Linked DNA regions of Mus musculus: region 2 is linked to region 1. The links are chromatin contacts, called in public Micro-C maps. All regions are on one chromosome and are shown on one strand. Each heading gives the region's core, a stretch centred on a gene start, on an enhancer-like site or on the middle of the called end of the contact. The rest is flanking DNA. Distances are from core to core; before and after follow the strand shown. Region 1 overlaps Rere (arginine glutamic acid dipeptide (RE) repeats). Region 2 overlaps Rere (arginine glutamic acid dipeptide (RE) repeats).

Region 1 (5,816 bases), core at 764-3,263:
TCTCTTACATAAAGTAGTCATGGTGTCTCTTTACAACAATAGAACAGTGAAGACACCTTGACCGCAGGGCATGGAAACACTAGAAGGTATACAAGCTGAGTCTGACATCTCATGATCACAGGGTCACATGATTTTAAAAACTAAAATGACCAACTCACGGCTAAAGATGTATCTCAGAGACTACTCTTAAGTTTGATGGCAAAATATTCTGAAGATTTGTATTGGTCAACACTGTTTTATGTCCTCAAGTTTCTTAATCCCAGGGAATCAGTCTTTCTGATACAGGTTCTCTGGCTGGCCTGGAGCTCACTATGTAGACCAGGCATGCTGGCCTCAAAATCACAGAGATCCACCTCCCTCTGCCTCCTGAATGCTGAAATTAAAAGTGCCACCATACCCAGGCATTGAGTAAAATCTTAAAAATTACTGAGGCCCTCCCCCCAATTTCTTCCTCTCTTCTCCCTCTCTTTCCTCTCCTCCCTCTCCTCTTTTCTTTACTTTCTTCCTTCCTTCTCTCTTTCAATGTGTGTTGGTGTTTTGCCTGCATGTATGTCTGTGTGGGACTATCATATTCTGGAGTTACAGACAGTTCTGAGCTGCCATGTGGGTGCTGGGATTTGAACCCAGGTACTCTGGAAGCCATTGAGTCATCTCTCCGGTCCCCAGGGTTAATTTTTAAATTAACAGAGGCCAAGGGAATCAGATGCCTTTGTAACTGGAATGACAGATAAGTGGGAGCCACCTGCTATGGTGCTGGGAACTGAATTTAGGTCTGGGAGAGCAAGGTGTGCTTAACTACTGAGCAATCTTCCCAGCCCTGGTTTTGTTTAGAGACAGGTTCTCACTATATAACTAACTTTGGCTGTCCTGAAACTCCCTGGCCTCAAACTCACAGGGATCCACTTGGCTCTACCTCCTGATCCTTGAGATTAAAGGTGTGTGCCACCGCGGTCAGCAAGACTATACTTTCAACAAACCAAATTCAGAAAATGAACAGTACTTTTAATTTCACTTTCTTCTGGAGCTGGAACATTTGGCCCCCTGCCACCAGTCACATCGACTTTAAAGGAGCCTGGCAACATTGCCCGGTTCCAAGAGCTGAGCCTCCTGTTCTGCTGCTTTCTGAATTGTGCTTCAGGATAGTAGGCCTGGTTAACATGGGAAAATAACTTTCAGAGCAAACATTTGCATTTAAGACTTGCAGGGTTAGAAGCCACTGCTTTAAGTTAAAGTTTGCCCACATAATAACAGAAATCTAATTACAGCTAACACTCCTAACTGGTCATAAATAATTCAAATAGCTGGTTAAGAAATGAGAAAATCAGTAGAAACACTGAAACATTACATTTCCCATTTTATGTAAATTAGTTTTTCTTGTTTTAGATGTCTTAATTATATTTCTTTTTCCTACTTACTCAAATGAAAACAAAGACTGTAACCTCTAATACCTGTTGGTCTATTTATATAACTTTTCCATCTACACCATTTTTCTAATACAAACATGCCCTGGAAGCTTATCTCACTCCACATGTAGGACAACAAAGGGCCACTGGCTGCTGCAGAGGAGAAATGGAAGCAGGAAATGAGAAGGCTTTGTTAATCCCTGGGTAATCGATTAGTGTATTCACTCAAGTGTAAGCAGAGCTGGGAAAACGTTCAGTTCTTTTCTTTTCTTTTTTTTAAGTGTGGGGGTGGGGATGGCAATGGAGAAATCGAAGTGTCACAAACATTTTAAAATAGGGATTTTTGTCAAAAAACTTCATCATGTTCCAGCACTAATGTCTTAGAATGATTTTTTTCTTTGAAATCACTGTCCTCATTTTTGAAAAACCAGTTTTAATTTTAGGCTATTCTTTAATTATTGAGATATAATTTACATAAACTAAAATTACTTGTAATGCTGAATAAGTTTGAGTCATGCACCGAATTTGTGTTATCAGCCCAGACATAAGATGGGGGCCACTTCCATTACCACAAAGCCACAACTCAGAGCCACCACGGCCATGCTGAGACAGCTGGCCTTCAAGATTACTAGAAAGTGATGCCCTGATCCTCCGCTCTCCCACACACTTCCCATTTATAGGACACACCATTCTATGGAGCTGCTGTGCAGCCATCTCCACCAGGAACAACTTCAGACAAACCAAATTCCAGGTGAAGGTCAAACCAACTGTCAGGTAAAGATGTCTCTAGAAACTTCCAGAGAAGATTACTTACAGAAATAAGTGAAAACAACTGGCAAAAATAAGTGCTAATTCATTTTAAGGCATTCTTTCATCAAACCATACAATCAGTATTTAACGAGCGCCTGCTAGGGACTGAGTGTTCTAGAAAAGGTCAGTGACAGCAGCCGGGGATGGGGACGTCCAGAGAGCCTGTAAAGCTTGCTTTCCACAGGAGCAGCAGGCCCACTCCTGGGCCCTAAGTCAGATAGATAATCACTAAGTGCAGGGGGACCAAAGAAAAAAGTCAGGAGCAATGAAACCTGCCATTTAGTAAGCACAGGACGCCAGGCAAACAACACTTATTTACATTGCTGTTTAATTTCTTTGGCTATTATATTCCTTAAAATTAGTAGTCTTCTCAAAAGTTTCTGAGGCTGGAAGAAAAAGCTAGAAAGACAGCTTTGGCTGCTTCATAGGTGGGGGGGGGAGGGGGATGGAAGTAACCATAACGACCAAGCATTTAAACTGATGCCTCGGCCCTGCAGCCAAGAACGAGATCATAAATGATTTAAATATGAGATTGTTTCCTCTTCATTTCTTTTTTGTAACTCAATTGCATAGGTTTCAAGCAAGAACTCTGTAGATGGCAATATCATAGCCAAATGCCAAGGGCTGGATATACCTGTCACACAAAACTCTCTACCTATAAGAAGACTGAATCAGAACCCCAAATACAGCTGTCTCGCCTTGTTTGCTCAGCTGAGGCTCAGCTTGTTCAAGAAACCTCTCAAAGATTCCATTCATCCTGGAAACTATGACCTAACACAGTCATTGTGGTAAGTATCCCATATGAACATGAAAAGAACGTGCATTTGAGCAGCTGTTAGAAAGAAATATGACACTTGGCTGCACACACCTTTAATCAAAGCACACGGGAGGCAGAAGCAGGGTGATCTCGTGAGTTCGAGGCCAGCCTGGTCTACAAAGGGAGTTCCAGGACAGCCAGGGTCTGTTACACAGAGAAAGCCTGTCTTGAAAAACAAAACAAAACAGAAAGGAAGAAAGAAAAAAAATATGACACTTTGCAAATGACAAGTAGTCAAATGAAGCTACTATTCAATACTCCGCGACTACTCTCCAACAGCCTGTATTGTCACTGATCTGAACGCCCACTGCAGAAGATATGCTGGAATCTTTGCAATTGTCTAAATACCCATCATCAGTAGAATTAGGACAAATTGTATCGTATCCTTATGATACAACAAGGAAAGAAAATCAACATACAACATGGATGAACTTCACAAAGATACACAAGCAAGCACGCAATTCTCCTAGCAGATGCTGTTCCAAGTGAGCAGTGCCAGTCTGCAAAGAACGAAGAGAGACAGGCCCAGGGGACGCAGTGAGTGGTCAAAGGAAAGACAAGACCACACTGGAAAGACAAAGTGAGACGGAGGAGGAGGAGGAGGAGGAGGAGGAGGAGGAAGAGGAGGAAGAGGAGGAAGAGGAGGAGGAGGAGGCAGCAACATGCACAGAAAACTGAGAAAAAAGAGTAGCCTTCAAAAGCCCCAGAGTCATGACAATTGGAAAAAGAATGTTCAAGGAAGAGGAAGAAAACCGTTTCTCTACAAAGATACAGAACTGAGGGGACGTGTATGAACACCAAAGATTACCCAGCAATGATGCATCAGTGATGACTGGGAAAACTCCTGATTTGCACATTCTGTAACAAGGTATTTTTATTTGTGCATGTGGGGAAAACCCCTTGTAACTTGAGAATCATAAGGCATCATGTGGCAACTTTTCCTCAAATAATTAAGAAGGTAAGTGGTCTTTGTATTGGACTTGCAACCTTTGTGTAAATTGGTGTTAGTCAGATAAAGGACTGGGGAAATGAATTCTAATGATAAACGCATGCATGATAAAGATAGCTCAACTACTTAGTACATGCTGTCAAGATTATCAGGAAGTCCTGAGAAAAAGTAAAGCTCTATTTATAATTCACACTCAATTCCAAAGTTATTCTGACGCCCTCTTCTGACATCCACAGGAAGCTACATAGCCTTGATATCAACCCCACCCCACCCCCACCCCACCCCCACCTCAGTAAAATAAAGCCTTTTAAAAGTGAAACCCTGAGAAAACATAAATAAAACATAAGCCAACAGAGACGGTGCTGTTCAGGTTGGCAAAGTTGCCAGATGAGATCATGTTAGAAAAGCAGACTTCCACAGAGGCACACACCGTGCCCAAAGGCACACACCATGCACAGAGCCTTGTGGAGGAAACCTGGGTAACAATGATCAAAATAACAAGTACACTCATCGGCTGCCTCCCCAACAATATCACTCATGGCAACTTATTCTAAAAGTATTTTTAAATATATTTCATTTTATGTATGAGTGTTTGCCTGAATATGTGTATGTGTGTTTATATATACCATCTATGTGGAAAGCCCAGAGGCCAGAAGACGATGCCAGATCCCCTGGAATTGGAGTTATAGGTTGACTGTGAGTCACCCGATATGAGTGCTGGAAACTGAGTCCAGGTCCTCTCTGCAAGAGCAGCGAGTGCTCTTAATGGCTAACCCAGCTCTCCTGTCCCTCTAAAAATATTTTTTGCACATACACAAAATAACTACAAAAATCTGATATCTAGGGCTGGAGAGATGGCTCAGTGGTTAAAGAAGAGCACTGACTGCTCTTCCAGAGGTCCTGAGTTCAATTCCCAGCAGCCACATGGTGGCTCACAACCATCTGTAATGGGATCTGATGTCCTCTTCTGGTGTGCCTGAGGAGAGCAATGGCACACTCATATACAATAAATAAATAAAGCTTAAGAAAAAGAAAGAAGGGAGGGAGGGAAGAAGGGAGGGAGGGAGGGATAATATGGGCAAGTAGAGCCCCTAGAATAGGATACTTATGTCTGGCTACCTTTTAGTAATTTTAGCATGTATACAGGTTATCTCTGTTGAAAACTAACTGGATTTTTTGCCGTGCATATATGCATCTACTTGTGCCATGGCACAATATGGTGTGCCAAAAGACAACTTGTGGGAGTCAGTGCTGTCCTCCCAAGTGAATCCTGCAGAGTGAACTCAGGTCATCATGTCTTATACTGAGTGCTTCTAACTGCTGCTGAATCATCTCACTGGCTGTCAAATTAACTTTAAAAAACAAAACAAAACAGGCTGTTTAGCTTCAGCCACGGGCCTTTGTTTTCTCTTTTCCCGTTACCAGGGTATATTTCTGCTGCTTCTTTCAATCTAGCTGTCTGTTCAGTCAATGGCAGACAATTTCTAGCAGTCCCTTATTCTATTAGCGCATAAAACTGAGTATGAGTTTGGGTCCTCAGAACCCAAGTGAAGAGTCACATTTCCTAGCATGTGCCAACTATGTCAGTGATGGACAGGAGGATCCCAGACAACTGGCCTACCAGCCAGCCTCCCACAATTACTGAGATAAGCGGCAGGCTAAAGACACCCAACGCTGACCTCTGGTCTCCAGGACACGCACCTGCACACCACTGTGAAAACGTCTAAAGTTGGAACACACCCTCTGCTGCTTGTACAAGAAAGATGCTCGCACCCTGTCCTCACCCATGGCCTATCACATTTCACAGAGAACCTCGTCTCTAAAAGCTCTGTGAATG
Region 2 (6,085 bases), core at 3,468-5,967, 95 kb before region 1:
ATGTGATTTCTTTCTGCTTGCTATAGCTAACTGCTGCCATGCTTCCTCTGACGTTCTGTGATCTCTCTCGTTCCTAAGCTGCTTTTGGCCATGGCATTTTATCACAGCAACAGAAAAGTAACTAGTGCCAGCAATAGTAATACAAGTTCAGCCACTCTGAGCCAAGTGGTGCTGGCACACGCCTTTAATTGCAGCACTGGTTATCCAGGACAGCCTGGTCTACATAGGGAGTTCCAGGACAACCAGAGAAACCCTGTCTTCAAAACAAACCAAAAACCAAAAACCCAAACCAACCAACTAAACACAAACTCCAGCCACTCTGGAAGCATCAGGCTGGAGAACAGGCCAGACAATTCCACCCCAGCAGTCATGTCCTAGCATGGGAATGAGGGGTCTTGAAGAATTCCAAACCCACAGCCCATATGACTGTGCACAACCACACTTCTCACACTAGGTCTCTGAGCTGCTCTTCACTCAATTCTCCCCCCTCAGAAATTAAGGGAGGACATTTCCCCCCCCTCCCCTTCGAGACAGGGTTTCTCTGTGTAGCCCTGGCTGTCCTGGAACTCACTTTGTAGACCAGGCTGGCCTCGAACTCAGAAATCCCCTTGCCTCTGCCTCCCAAGTGCTGGGATTAAAGGCGTGCGCCACCACCGCCCGGCTGGGAGGGCATATTTCTAATGCTGTTTTCAGGGTAGTTTTGTTTGTCTGTGATTGTTAGGAGTGATTTGACTTATGTAGATCACTAAAACCTTAATCTTGGCCACATCTGGCAGTATACACATGTAGTCCAAGTACTTGGGAGGCAGAGGCAAAAATTCAAAGACAGTCTTAGCTATAGAATGAGTTTGAGAGTAGCTGGTGATACATACAGAAGACCCTATCTCAAGACAAAAAGAAAGCAAACTAAAATCCCTTTGATCTTAACGTTTGTCAAGTAAATAAAGAAGCAAACTACTACTTCTTGGACACAAAGCAAGCTCTGCTCTAAGAACTCCTAGTTCTGGACACACACAGACACGGTATGAGACTCACATATGAGATTCTGCCAAACTGCAGAGGCAAGGGGCTGCTTCAGGTGTTACAGGCCCCACATCTGATGACATGGAGCAAGTGGGCCTCAATCACAGTTTATTGATTACATGAATAATCTGGAGGTGACCACAGTCCTTCCACATTGTCTGGCTTCATTCTGTCTGTCCACAGGCCTCTACTGCTAAGTGTCTAAATATAACTAACAAAACCAAAGGATGCCTTCCTTATCTTCTCCAACCAAACCTACACAATTACTAGAGGATTCAAGCTATCCTCTTCCTACCAGCTACCTGCTTAAGGGAAAGAATAAGCAGTTTTCTATTTCAACCTTTGTGTATTGACTACTCCTTCACAGGCTGTCTCCTAGCAAATGAACATTACTCTATTTCCCATTCAAGGACCACATACCTAGTAGGAAAATGACTACATGTCGGGTGGTGTAAGTAACAGCTGAGTCCTCCCACCTACCTTTACCTATGACTCTCTGAGTTAAGTTAGATGACTGTGTTGAGCACAGCAAAGTCCTTTGCTTCAGGGTACTGGCCCAGTCAAGTCAGAGGCTAGGTAAACAGCAGATCAACAGGTGCAAAGATTCAGCTGACTAAATACATCTTGCCAATTATTGGCTACACAGCTACGTTCAAATTAAAAATAACCTGGCACTAATAACAGAACACAAACAGCCATTCTTTCCCTGTGGTATCATTCAAGAATCTCCATACAAATGCTCCAGAACGTGGTTCAGAAACATGCTGTTAAAGGTTCAGCTTTCATTAACAAAGTTGATCTCAGCACAGAGCAAAGGTGTATAAAATAAAAAGAACTGTAGCTTGGCTGTTAAAGCGCAAAGGAGAAAAGTCATTTCAGTGAGAAAGCCCTTTGTAAAACCTGTTTTAAAAGGGGTGGGGGGTGGAGGGTGGAGGGCTGAGTATGAAGCCCTGGATCCATTCCCCATCAGGAGCAGCAGCACAGGCCAGTGCTAGGAAAGGAAATGCTGACGGATCACAAGTTGATGGGTAGGTACCCTCAGCTACATAGGAAATTCAAGAACAGTCTGAGCTACAAGAGGTTATATCTCAAAAATATGTGTTCATAAGTGTTTACATTATAAAATTATATTTATGTAAGTATATATATATATTTATATTGCATACACATATATACTGTTTATATATTCTGTGTGTGTGTGTGTGTGTGTGTGTGTGTATATACCAGTGGCTTACAATAACAAGACGCCCAAGCACCAAATGGTCACCTTTGTGGAGCTATATAACTGTACTAGCACAGCTCTGGGCAACAACGACCCATATTCATACAGACATATGATCTCAAATCAAATACACTATATCTGTAAGCCACTGAGACGTCTCCTGACTTCCCAGATCAGGAAAAGGCACCACAGGCTCACTGTAATCCCTGGTAGGGACTTTATTTTCCCTTTATATGATATTAGCCTGAGTTCCTCACTGAGTTCAGCTAAGATATCACCGACCAAAGCAAAGAAAACCAGCTGGGCATGGTAGTTCACATCTTTAGCCCCAGAACTGGAGAGGCAGAGGCAGGCTGATCTCTGTAAGTTCAAAGCCAGTCTGTCTGGTGTACATGGTACATTCCAGACCATCCAGGGCTACGTAGTGAGATCCTACTCAAAGAAGAAAAAAAACCCATAAAACAAGATTATGAGGGCTGGTGAGATGGCTCAGTGGGTAAGAGCACCCGACTGCTCTTCCAAAGGTCCGGAGTTCAAATCCCAGCAACCACATGGTGGCCCACAACCATCCGTAACGAGATTTGACTCCCTCTTCTGGAGTGTCTGAAGACAGGTACAGTGTACTTACATATAATAAATAAATAAATAAATCTTTAAAAACAAAACAAAACAAGATTATGAGCCCAAAGGGAAGGAAAGTCAATGTCTTTTTAAGAAATGCAGTCCAGTGGAGCTAAGAAGCACTTCCATCAAAGGCAGACCTCAGTCACCAGTAAGCTTCCTGTCAACCAGCAGTCACTGTCTCCTACCCACCACAGGCACTGTGTTTGCTCACTCTGCCCCCGTGAATGATGGCTATCACACTCAGGCAAGTCCCTAAAGGGAGGCTTCTAGATAGAAAGCTGGTATGAGCCAATCACAAGGCTGCCCTGCTGGTTTCTGTTCAGAACAACAGTGCTCCCATGATACCTCACTTTTGCTAAAAATATTGATACTGAGGGAACATGAACACAGCTGTGTGTAAATCACACACACAAACAGATCAGCTCTATCTGCTTAAAAGGGATACAAACACACTACTAATGCATTTGCATTCACAGTTGGACACACTGAGCTGCAAGCTGAGACTTTTCTGCCCCCTCCTCCCTTCTGATGCAGAACATGGTTCCCTGCACTTGTTTGTTGGAGAAGGTATCTGAGGTTAGGAAGGAGATACTGTCATAAGAGCTGTGGAGTTTCATTTTGGCAGGAAAATCCATCTTGCTAGAGTGACTTTAGTTAGGAGCAGGGGGCACCCATTACTTCTGGCATTTTGCTGGTGAAGGCAAGACAGCTGTTCAAGGCTAGGCTAGCTACACTGAAAGATTATCTCAAAAAAGAAAAGTGGAGGTAATGTGGGGGATGGGAGAAAAGGCAGCATGGGCAGAAGCAGAAAGTGGGGAGCCTGGGCGTGTTCAGAAAGAACAATCAGAAGCCCTGTCTTCTATAATAGGCTCACACAGACACATATTGTGCTCACACAGACACATATTGTGCTCACACAGACACATATTGTGCTCACACAGACACATACTGTGCTCACACAGACACATACTGTGCACACGCTTGAAAGAGACCCACCAGCTGGGCAGTGGTGGTGCACACCTTTAAACCCAGCACTTGGGAGGCAGAGGCAGGCAGATTTCTGAGTTCCAGGCCAGCCTGGTCTACAGAGTGAGTTCCAGGACAGCCAGGGCTACACAGAGAAACCCTGTCTCGAAGGAAAAAAAAAAAAAAAAGGAGAGAGAAAAAAAAGAAAGCAATAAAGGAAGAAGTTCCAATAACAATATGTGGACACAACAAGGACCTAATTTTATTCTTTTCTGTGTGTATGTGTGATAAAAATCCTCCAATTAACTTCCTTCTTTTATCTTTTCGCAACGTCGTTCCTATAAACCGAGAGGGGGAGGGGAAGAGAGATCCATTTCTAAGGCTTGGTTTACGGTGCTTACAGTTTCACCAATAAATCATCTCCCAATCTGGGCTTGGAAAAGCACTGGCCACGGTTTGATTGCTCCAGCCCCAGGTTGCCAGGCAACCAGCACAAGGGGGAAGTCTGAGAAGAGCTGACAGATAGCCAAGTGGCTGAAACAACAGACTTCTCTCTGTCACAAATGTGTTTCAGAGCACTACTTGCCCACCTCCTGCTCTCTGCTAAACACGACATGACTGTAAAATCAAAATCAAAAGGCCCCTGTAATAAAAACATACTTCCTGCCCAATTACCAATTGTTAAAATGCTGTGGGGAGGCCCAGATCACACAGTGTACTGCAACAGAAATGTGATACTGTAAACGAGATGAAGTCGCAGCGTTTGAGAAACCTGAGCTAAATGCGGCCTTGTCATTTCAAGTCAGGGGACCTGGTGCGCAGAGGAAATCAGCAGCCAGAGAAGCACCGGAAGGAGAACAGCGACTGATGGAGGAGGACGTTAAAGGAACAACCCAGACAACTACGTTACAGGGGAAGTCACAACTGCTTGATAAAAACCAAGAAACTCTTCAACTGTTCACTGTGGCTTAGAGACAACAAGAGTGTCCTTCCTCTTCAGGGTTGATCAAGGACCTCCTGGAAGCCACACGTGCTGGTGGTTCCAACTGGACTCCCAAATGCTTAACTGTGACCTGGATTATCAGAATGCATTCTATTCTTAGGATAATGTTGATTTGACCAGTTTGAGACACAAGAGTCTAAGGAAGCATGCGCAGCCCCTAGGGTCTGTGTCCTAAGCCAGCACACACGGCGCCCACAGGTATAATAAGTACCAACTCTGAGGCCATGGCATTGAACCTGACATCTTGAATGTTCCAGAAACAAGGGGCAATTCTTAATCTGTTTTATGCCATAGATACTTTGTCATTCTGGCCAACCTAAGTCTCCTAAAAAACAGTTTGTGTTTGCCTAAATACATGGGACTTCAGAGGGAGCCAGTGATAATGAAATTCCATCACTAAAACATTTTTAAAGTTTATTTTTATGTATATTAAGTGTTTGCCTGCATGTATGTAGTGCACTGCATTTGTGCAGTCCCTGAGAAGGCCAGAAGATGGTGTCATATACCTTAGAACTAGACTTACAGGCTCCTGTCCACAGCAATGTGGGTACTGGGAACTGAAGCCAGGGCCTCTTGAGAGTGGCCAAGTCTTACCAGCAAGACATTTCTCCAGCTCCACCTAAACATTTTTTCCTTTTTTTTCTTTTTTGATTTTTCTAGACAGGGTTTCTCTGTGTAGCCTTGGGTGTCCTGGAACTCACTTTGTAGACCAAGCTGGCCTCAAACTCAGAAATCTGCCTGCCTCTGCCTCCTAAGTACTGGGATTAAAGGCGTGCGCCACCACGCCCGGCACCTGAACATTTTAAAAGGTGTGCTGGAGTGGTGTGTGTGCTACATTAACAATAAAGAGCAAAACTACCTGAGGGTCTGCTATAGGGAAGAGGTGGTGGTGTGCATTTTTTTTCAGTGTGAGCTCACAACATGGGCTTCAGAGTACAAGGGCAGAAGTATTCTATCAAAGCAATGTCAGCCAGTTCATGCTTGGGCGCCCAGGATGACCCTCTCTTTATACTACCAACCCATATCCTACCAGGTCTCCAGGACTCTCCTGGGGACCAGACTGATGATTCAAATAGTTCTTAGGGAATCCATTTCCAAACCCTCAGCTTTCGTAGGATTCATCTGTCAGAGAGGGCCGGTATCTACCTTTCCTTCTCATCTCTATTTATTTGTTTCTGTTGTTGTCTGTTTTTATTATTGAGACAGGGTTTCTCTGTGTAGCCTTGGCTTTCCTGGAACTCAATCTG

Evidence for each region. Hi-C and Micro-C count contacts between places; a contact is called where the count stands out from the background.
Region 2: a Micro-C map of the G1E-ER4 cell line shows a contact between it and region 1, with 2.2 times the contacts expected there. The contact joins two enhancer-like sites. A contact is called at or near these places in 3 of 39 promoter capture datasets (the 3T3-L1 cell line, 3T3-L1-derived adipocytes and embryonic stem cells), 17 of 484 Hi-C or Micro-C datasets (the Ba/F3 cell line, the C10 cell line, the G1E-ER4 cell line and 10 more), 9 of 115 datasets of contacts at active chromatin or transcription factors (bone marrow-derived macrophages, embryonic midbrain, embryonic stem cells and 3 more) and 2 of 9 other capture datasets (adipose tissue and pancreatic islet).

The regions. Positions count from the first base shown.
Region 1 is chr4:150,457,793-150,463,608 of GRCm38.p6, reverse strand. The region is part of intron 4 of Rere (arginine glutamic acid dipeptide (RE) repeats); the gene reads right to left. Gm52709 (a long non-coding RNA gene) reads left to right here. Exons shown (of 2, transcript XR_003955312.1): 2 at 2,787-5,816. Among named protein-coding and RNA genes, the nearest start is that of Gm52709, 6.7 kb to the left of the region's middle. Within about 2 kb of position 2,013, at least 56 of the 459 cell types and tissues checked have an H3K27ac peak or open chromatin away from gene starts, as enhancers often do. A contact at or near this core is called in the Ba/F3 cell line, the G1E-ER4 cell line, the HPC-7 cell line and 2 more, where this site is marked.
Region 2 is chr4:150,555,228-150,561,312 of GRCm38.p6, reverse strand. All of the region lies in intron 11 of Rere (arginine glutamic acid dipeptide (RE) repeats), which reads right to left. Among named protein-coding and RNA genes, the nearest start is that of Gm52709, 91 kb to the right of the region's middle. Within about 2 kb of position 4,717, at least 225 of the 459 cell types and tissues checked have an H3K27ac peak or open chromatin away from gene starts, as enhancers often do. A contact at or near this core is called in the Ba/F3 cell line, the G1E-ER4 cell line, the HPC-7 cell line and 2 more, where this site is marked.